2 separate regions of the Ovis aries genome follow, and region 1 is linked to region 2. The links are chromatin contacts, called in public Hi-C maps. All regions are on one chromosome and are shown on one strand. Each heading gives the region's core, a stretch centred on a gene start, on an enhancer-like site or on the middle of the called end of the contact. The rest is flanking DNA. Distances are from core to core; before and after follow the strand shown.

Region 1 (4,238 bases), core at 1,049-3,548, 470 kb before region 2:
GGTGGGACTGGGGAAGTGTGAACCCAAGACTGGCCAGAAACCATGGCTTCTGTCTCATGGAAAAAATCATTCTAAAGAAAAAAGAGAATGAAATCAATATCAACAAAAGATGGAGAAAAGTTTTATGAAATTCAGACCCTTGGTTCCTATCGACACTCTCTGAGATCTAGCCATGCCTCAGATCTTAACACTGATTAACAAGAGCCAATAAATTCTCCTTTTGCCAAGTTGGATTCTATTTCTTGGGTTCAAAAGATACATATGTTTCAATCAGAAATATTTAGAAAAATCTAAGGTAGACACTCCAACTATGACCCTTTGAAAGGTGGATTAATTCAGCTAAGAAAGAGGCTAGCGTAGTAAGGTAACTTATCAAAGAAAGGTGTGACATTTGTGGAAGATGGTGATGAAAGACTGATCTCCACCCACTCCCCACTTTTCTCTCCCTTTGTCCCTCCCATTAGAAGACCATTTGTGGAACTGTATTTCTCCAAGAAGTGAAAGAAACTTGTATAGTGATATACAGTTTCTTGAAGCTGTCAACTAAAAAATTTTCACAACCTAAAGGTGGAGAGTTACGTTTTATTCAATGGGAATTTTTAGGACTTCAAGCTTGGGAGACAGCATCTCAAGTTACCCTGAGAGAACTACTCCAAAGAGATGAAGGAAGGAGTCAGGATATACAGGAATTTTGCCACAAAGGGCAGGTAGTCTGAATGTTAAGAGGTTATTGCTAATTAAAGCGGAGAAGGCAATGGCACCCCACTCCAGTACTCTTGCCTGGAAAATCCCATGGACGGAGGAGCCTGGTAGGCTGCAGTCCATGGGGTTGCTAGGAGTTGGACACGACTGAGCAACTTCCCTTTCACTTTTCACTTTCATGCATTGGAGAAGGATATGGCAACCCACTCCAGTGTTCTTGCCTGGAGAATCCCAGGGACAGAGGAGCCTGGTAGGAGGCCATCTATGGGGTCGCACAGAGTCGGACATGACTGAAGTGACTTAGCAGCAGCAGCAGCAGCAGCAGCAGCAACAACTAATTAAAGAAAACCAGATAGCTCAAGGAATTTCGTGCTTTTCTGTGTATAGGAAGATGCAAGAGTCTGGGCTCACCGAAATCCTTCCTTTGATATGCATCTCAGCTATCTGGCCAGCATCTTGTGTTTTCATACCCTGAGTTCCCTCAGGGCTCACCATAGGGAGTGGCTGCAGTCTGAAGGATGCTGAATGGCAGGTATTCTTTTTTTCCTGAGCTCTCTCAGGGCTCCGCAGCTCACCAGGGAGGTGACAGCTACAAACACTGAGGACTGTGACATCATTTGTTTATTCATGTGGCAGGAAATATTACATTTCCCAAAGCCTTCTAAAATTTAGGGGGAAAAAACAACTTCGAATGTAAAAACTAGGAAGAGAGCAAATACTGAAGCATTAACATTGATGTTGTTTATGGCCATTCATGTGCAGACATTTCCATCTGTAAAACATTAATTATAACCATGATTAAGCTCCCCTTGTAAACTGCATATAAATTAATTCAAAGGTGAATATCTGGGTCAATTGTTTTATATATCAGTTACTATTCCTAGGAAATACATTGAGTTACATAACTAATTTTTCATCTAAGTTGGACAATTTTATTATTTTAAATTCTTGTCTTCATGCAATATTTGTGAGGCAAGCCATTGGCTTCCCTGGGGGCTCAGATGGTAAAGAATCCACCTGTAGTGCAGGAGACACAGGAGACCTGGCTTCAACTCCTGGGTTGGGAAGATTCCCTGGAGAAGGAAATGGCAACCTACTCCAGTATTGCCTGGAGAATCCCATGGACAGAGTCTGGTAGGCCACAGTCCATGTGGTCACAAAAGAGTTAGATGTGACCAAGTGAGTAACTTTTCAACCTATTGAGTTTCATCTCCCTATGTGAAAACTGTGGGTATTTTTTGCCCCCTTCCTAGAGAAACAAACAGAGGAATCTAACAACAAGTCTAAATTGATTTACTGGGAAAGGATGGGAAAATAGAGATGCTGGCCAGTGTGTTGCCACCCAAGAAGAGCCCTGCTCCAAGAAGTGGCTTTACTTCCGGGCAATCTGTCCTTCATCTACACAGCCCACAGGCCTCCTCCCAAGGCATGATCTCCTCTCAGCACCTGGCGACATGGAATTTTCATGGCTGCCTGTGCTATCCCTCAAGTCTGTCTCGCCCAACACAGGACACAGTCTGGTTAAAACAGCTGAAACCCCAAGATGGCTTCCTTTTTTACTACGCAGACTGTTTCTTCAATCTGTTTCACAGGGAGTTTGAAAAAAAAAAAATCACAGGTGACAGCAGAGGGCACTCTTTCCTACATTATGCCACTCACCACCTCTGGGAAGGAATTGTGAACTTGTGTTTGTTTTCTCGGTTCCTGAGGTTGACAATGGGCACACATTCCAGCCTGAGCTAACACACCCATTACTGTTTTGTTGTCTCCTTCCCTTTCTCTACTGCCCCTTTTGTTCTCAGCTGGATGATCTCATATTTGGAAAAACACAGATCAGAAAGTCATGGTGGCTGGCAGCAGCCTTGGTGGAGGAATACCTGAACAGAGGAAGATATGTTTTCTGTAGAGCTTCCTGTGCTCAGAAGGAGCTAGAAGTCCTACTTCTCTACAGAGGCCAAACTGTGTGGTTGAGATCTGTGTTGGGTGTGCCCCCCATCACCCTAAGGGAACACAGACAGGAAGCTGTAAAATCCGGAGCATTCCTGCCCTTAGCCTCCACTCCCCATCTGTTCCTGCTGTCTCTATGCCACAATAAATGTCACACAGCACATGTCGGGGTCAGCATAAGGGACACTTGAGAAGCAACTTGAGAATCGTGGGTGCATGTAACTCACAAACTCTCCCCCAATAGAAAAGCTGTCCCTGCAGCAGCTGGGAAATGCAGAGAGCACTATGGCTAGAAGGAAAATGGGAGAAATCACTATGGAAAATGGAAGATTTGACATATTTTCCTAGCAGACCTTCACAAGGCAAAGACATGGGTAGGAAAATATTTGTTCTTTGGGTCAGGCAGCTTTCTATATTTATTCTAGATAAAATGCTCACTTCCTTTATTGGATTCTTTTTATTTTTGTGTTATTGTCATTTGATCTGGACTTCTCAGTCTGCCCTCTTCCCCCTACAAAGAGGGCTATAGGATTCCCAAATAAGGCAACAGGTTCCTGCCTGTCACTGCATGTGATCATGGCTGGGCTATGTGTCAGGGAACCAGGGAAACAGAAAAACCACAACCTTTTTTGGAAGGCCTCCTGCCTTTCTGCATGCAGAAATGTGAGGACTGCTTCGGTGACTCATCCCCTCAAGGTTGAGAGGAGGGTGAATTTTACCTTACATGTCTTTCAACTTACAGGTTTAGCGGCGAAAATTGCCAATCAGAGCAGGGTGTGTATTTACCACCATTCATTTAGCATGCTTCCTGTAATCTGGGGAGACAACACATGAGAAATGTCTCCTGTCAGCATTCTCTCCTATTGGACTGCCTGGTACTCTCTTTCTTATCATGACATCATCTGCTAACCAAAGATGAATGTGCCTGGGCAGTGGAAACGTCCTGAGAGTCATCATCTATGTGATCTCCTACTACAACATGTTTTCCTAAAAATGCTAGTAGCTCTTTCTAAAAACACTAGGCCTTCCTAAAACTCTTGCCCTAAACTTGTTCAGATGCTGATGGCAGTGGAAGTGGGCCAGCACAGTTGACCTGGGTTTCCCTTGTAGCTCAGTTGGTAAAGAAGCTGCCTGCAATGCAGGAGGCCTGGGTTTGATCCCTGAGTTGGGAAGATCCCCTGGAGAAGGGAAAGGCTTCCCACTCCAGTATTCTGGCCTGGAGAATGCCATGGACTGTATAGTCCATGGGGTCTCAAAGAGTAGGACATGACTGAGCAACTTTCACTCACAATTGACCTAGGGTGCACGCATGTACTACAGATCTTATAAGGTATAAGCAGACTGCTGCAACATATAAAGGAAAATCCTGTAACATGTTTGGTGGTTTTTGGAAACAACAGCTAAATGAATTCTAGGCATGACCCAAACTTCTTCAACTCTTTCTAAAACGTTATTTTAAACTTTGCTCCAAGGACCAGTTACTCATAGGGCATCACTCCTTTTTGCCTTCTTTCTCTCCAGCAATTTTTTCTTCTGATTATAATTGGTTTAAAGAGAAGACCAGATTTATATTTCTTTGGTTACATTCA
Region 2 (4,047 bases), core at 1,068-3,567:
CAAGGCAGGTAGAGATCGGGTCGTCTTCCCCTCTCCCCTGTGACCTGGCTCAACGCAGATTTCTGATCTTTCAGTGGTCTCTGTTCATCAGGAGCCTGTATCAGTAAACAAAAGAAGTTTCGAGCATCAAGCCCTAAGCCCCTGCACCCGCCCCAAGCTGTGCAACTGAGGGGATTCAGGCTGGAGACAAGCAGGATACTGGCCCTGAGGTGCACATCAAAGGAATGATTTCAGTGAGCCCAGACTCTTGTATCTTCTCATACTTAGGAAAGCACCAAATTCATTAACTGGAGATGTCTGGTTTTCTTTATCAGTAATCTTTTGACGTGCTGACTACTTGGCATTTTTGCATAAACTACTATATTTCCTGGCTCCTCCCTTACCTCTTGAGAGCACTTCTGCAGAGTGATTTGAGAGGCTGTGATCTGGGCCTAAGTCCTCAGTTTGTCCACTGAATTCTCAACTTTTAGGTTGTGCTTTCTCTCTCTCTCTCTCTCTCTCTCTCTCTCTCTCTCTTTATTTTTCAGTCAACAACCCCATGTGGGAGGACCAGCCCATGAGTCCTTCTTTCCAGGACAAGCAAAAGGCTTAATCCACCCTCGTGACCATAGTGTCAGCTGATGGTACCTTCATTCCCACTGACAACAGAGAAGTAATAATAAAGATGATATAACTTATATAGATGCTTCTGATCTTCAGTGTCATTCAGGATCATTGTAGAAAATCTGGAGAATATGATAACTGACATTTATGGGCTGCTTATCAAGCATGCCAGGGACCAATTCAAGCAATGCTCATTTCATTTTTAGAACAAGGTAATGTGGTAGGCATGACGTAAGAACTAGCATTGTTAACCACCCCCCGCCACACACACACACACACACACACACACACCCACCCACCCACCCACCCACCCACCCACCCTTCATAGAAAGGAACCACCTAACTTGTCCAAATCCCATGGCTAAGAAGTGGGAGCTGGGATCTCAATCCAGGCATTTGGGCGTGAGGTGGGCCACTACCCAGGCCCCTTCCAAGTGTAAGAGAAAACTCTGGGAGAGATTCGGAAGAACACTCCTTTTTTCATTCATTTTCTGATTTTGTTTTAACTGCATAGTTTCTTTCCTCTGAAATTGACAATTATTGTCATATGATATAATTACATACAAGGAACACAATCAAAGAACTGATAATACCTCTGGAAACTGGAATATTCAGAGGGAAAAATCCAAATTGAGAAATAAGTGAATGTATAGCCAGTGACAGCTGTTCTTTTCAGGAAGTGAAATCAATTTTTGTCTTCTCAAAGAATTTCTTCTTCCTGAAGAAATGTATCCTGTTTACTACGGGCTCAAAGGCTAAGTGTGTGTAGGTGATGACACCCCAAGACAGGCCTGAGGTCCCCCAAATGAGAGGCCAGGTCATCAGGCCTCAGCAGCTTTTCCTTTTCCCCCTATATGCAGATGGTAACCCAAACTCATCATTTTGACTTGCCTGAGCTTGGGAAGATCCCCTGGAGGAGTGCACGGCAAACCATTCCAGTATTCTTCCTGGGAAATCCCATGGACAGAGAAGCCGGGCAGGCTATAATCTATAGGGTCACAAAGAGTCGGACATGACTGAAACGACTTTGTGCGTACACATACACACACACACACAGAAGTTGTACATTTCTCCCCATTTCCCTGCCTCTGCCCCCAGAGCCCCTCATCATTGTGCTCCTAGGGTGTCATCAGAACAGCTTCCTCCAGTCCATGCTCATGCCCAGGGCTGCCCTGTTCCACACAGCCCCTCAGGAGAGTTCTCTGACCTGTGTCTACATCACCTCCTGCGTCTAAACCTTCCAGTATGTTTCGAACGTATGCTATTTACCAGCATGCTTCTGCTTCCTGCAAGTCCCCAGACCTGCAGTCACAAGGGTACCTCATCCCTCATGCATATTCCTCTCCATTGCCTCCACTTCCAGATCACTGCATACACCATTCCCGCTGCTAAGAATGCACGAGTCTGGGGGGTGGGGTGGGTTGCAGGGGGAGGAAGGCTCAAGAGGGAGGGGACATAGATAGGATTCTGACGGATTCCCCTTGATGTGCAGCAGAGAGCACCACAGCATTGGAAAGCAATTAGCCTGAGGGAAAAAAAAGCATGCTCACTTCCAACCTGTAATTGTCCTGACTCTGACAAGCCATGTAACTATAAAATAAAAATAATGGTGAAGGGCATAGAACAGGGTGGGCAACACTAGGAGTGAGCAATAAATGAGACACATCTTTTCACTCTGTCTCACACAAGAGGAAACAGAGCCTCAGTGAGTTCATCAGCAGCCCATGGATGTCACGTGACAGAAAGTGACGCAATTCACTTTCACTTCTCTGTGAATGTGAACTTTCCTACGTAGCCCTGACTTTTCTCAGCACGTGATCACATCTGCTCTCAGTGCATTAACTGTGTGACAGTAGCCAAGACCTGTTCATACCTTTTTTACTCCTTTTTATAAAGCCTTGAAAGTAATCCAAGCACACAGCTGGCATTTCTCACATTTGATAAATGAGGGCAGAGTAAATAAGTGACTAGCCTAAAGGCTCAAATCCAATTATCAGCTTTGCTGAGACAAAGATGGCGACATCAGAGTCTGGGGCTCCTATAACTCATTCATAACGCTGTCTGGAACCAGAACCTTTCTTCCTCCCTGCAGATTGCCCAACAGGACACACACTGGTCTGGGGGAAAGGCTACTTCTGGGGCTGATGGGTAGGTAGTCTCGATCTTTCCTGCAGCTCCCAGACTGCACTGAGGGAAGTGAGGGTTGGGAGGGAGGTAGCTCTAGACGCTACCAAGAGATGCTTTTAACTGTCGTGCAGCTGTGACAGCCCAGCCCTATGATTCTTGGTGATGATGAGGTACAGTAATATTGCTAATATCAGAGTCTAGCATTCATTCACACATTAATTTCACTCTGAATCGAGTTACTATGCTCTGGTCTTGGGAAAGTACCACGCTGGCAGAAAGTGATGCAAAAGTGAGGAGCAAACTCTCTTGCTGTCAGGGATTAGGGAGAAGACGGACAGGGAGGCCAAGAATTATAACCATACTGGAGAGGGAAATGGCAACCCACTCCAGTGTTCTTGCCTGGAGAATCCCAGGGACGGGGGAGCCTGGTGGGCTGCCGTCTATGGGGTCGCACAGAGTCGGACACGACTGAAGTGACTTAGCAGTAGCAGTATACCAGAGGGCCCCAAGCTCCGGGTCACAGACCAGTACCACCTGTCAGATGAGCTGCAGCACTGGATTAGAAGCAAACCTAGTGCGCCTGAATCATCCGGAAACCATCCGGAAACCATCCCGAGATCATCCCGCCCTCTCTCCGGTCGGAAAACTGTCTTCCACGAAACCAGTCCCTGGTGCCAAAAAGGTTGCGGACCTACATAAACGCTAAAAGCCAGGTATTACGAGAAACTCAGCGGGTAAAAGCAAAGGTATAGAAAGGGTGAGAGGGGAAAAAAAAAAAAGCCTCTCCCAGACGGTGGAAGCCAGTCCACTGTATTCCCTTCCGACGGCTGCTGTAGCAAATGACACGATTTCGGCGGCTTAAACACCACAAATATATTCTTACAGCTCTGGACATCAGAAGTGCCTCATAGGTCTCACGGGGCCACAGTCAAGGTGCTGGAGGGGTGTGTTTCTGTCTGAAGACGCTAGAGAAGAATCTGCTTTCTTACCTTTTGCAGCTTCTACAAGCCATCTGCACTCTTTGGCTTGCAGCTCCTTCCTCCATCTGCAAAACAGGAAGGTAGGGACTTCCCTGGTGGCCCAGAGGTTAAGAATCCACTGGCCAATGCAGACGCCACCGGTTCCATCCCTGGTCTGGGAAGATCCCACACACCGCGGATACAACTAACCCGCAACTAAGTCCCGGCACCCACGTGCCGCAACTCCTGAAGCCTGGGAGCCTAGAGCCAGTGCTCGGCAACAAGAGAAGCCAATGAAACTAGAAGCCTGTACACCTGCAACAAAGAACAGCGTTTCCAAGCCCCAACCCCCCCCACA

What was found. A called contact is a pair of places that touch in the nucleus more often than the background predicts.
Region 1: a Hi-C map of hypothalamus shows a contact between it and region 2, with 7 times the contacts expected there. The contact joins two enhancer-like sites. A contact is called at or near these places in 11 of 16 Hi-C or Micro-C datasets (blood, hypothalamus, liver and 4 more).

The regions. Positions count from the first base shown.
Region 1 is chrX:11,472,486-11,476,723 of ARS-UI_Ramb_v3.0, reverse strand. No RefSeq gene overlaps it. Among named protein-coding and RNA genes, the nearest start is that of RAB9A, 370 kb to the left of the region's middle. Within about 2 kb of position 2,298, at least 34 of the 54 cell types and tissues checked have an H3K27ac peak or open chromatin away from gene starts, as enhancers often do. A contact at or near this core is called in hypothalamus and liver, where this site is marked.
Region 2 is chrX:10,998,996-11,003,042 of ARS-UI_Ramb_v3.0, reverse strand. No RefSeq gene overlaps it. Among named protein-coding and RNA genes, the nearest start is that of TLR8, 15 kb to the right of the region's middle. Within about 2 kb of position 2,317, at least 17 of the 54 cell types and tissues checked have an H3K27ac peak or open chromatin away from gene starts, as enhancers often do. A contact at or near this core is called in hypothalamus and liver, where this site is marked.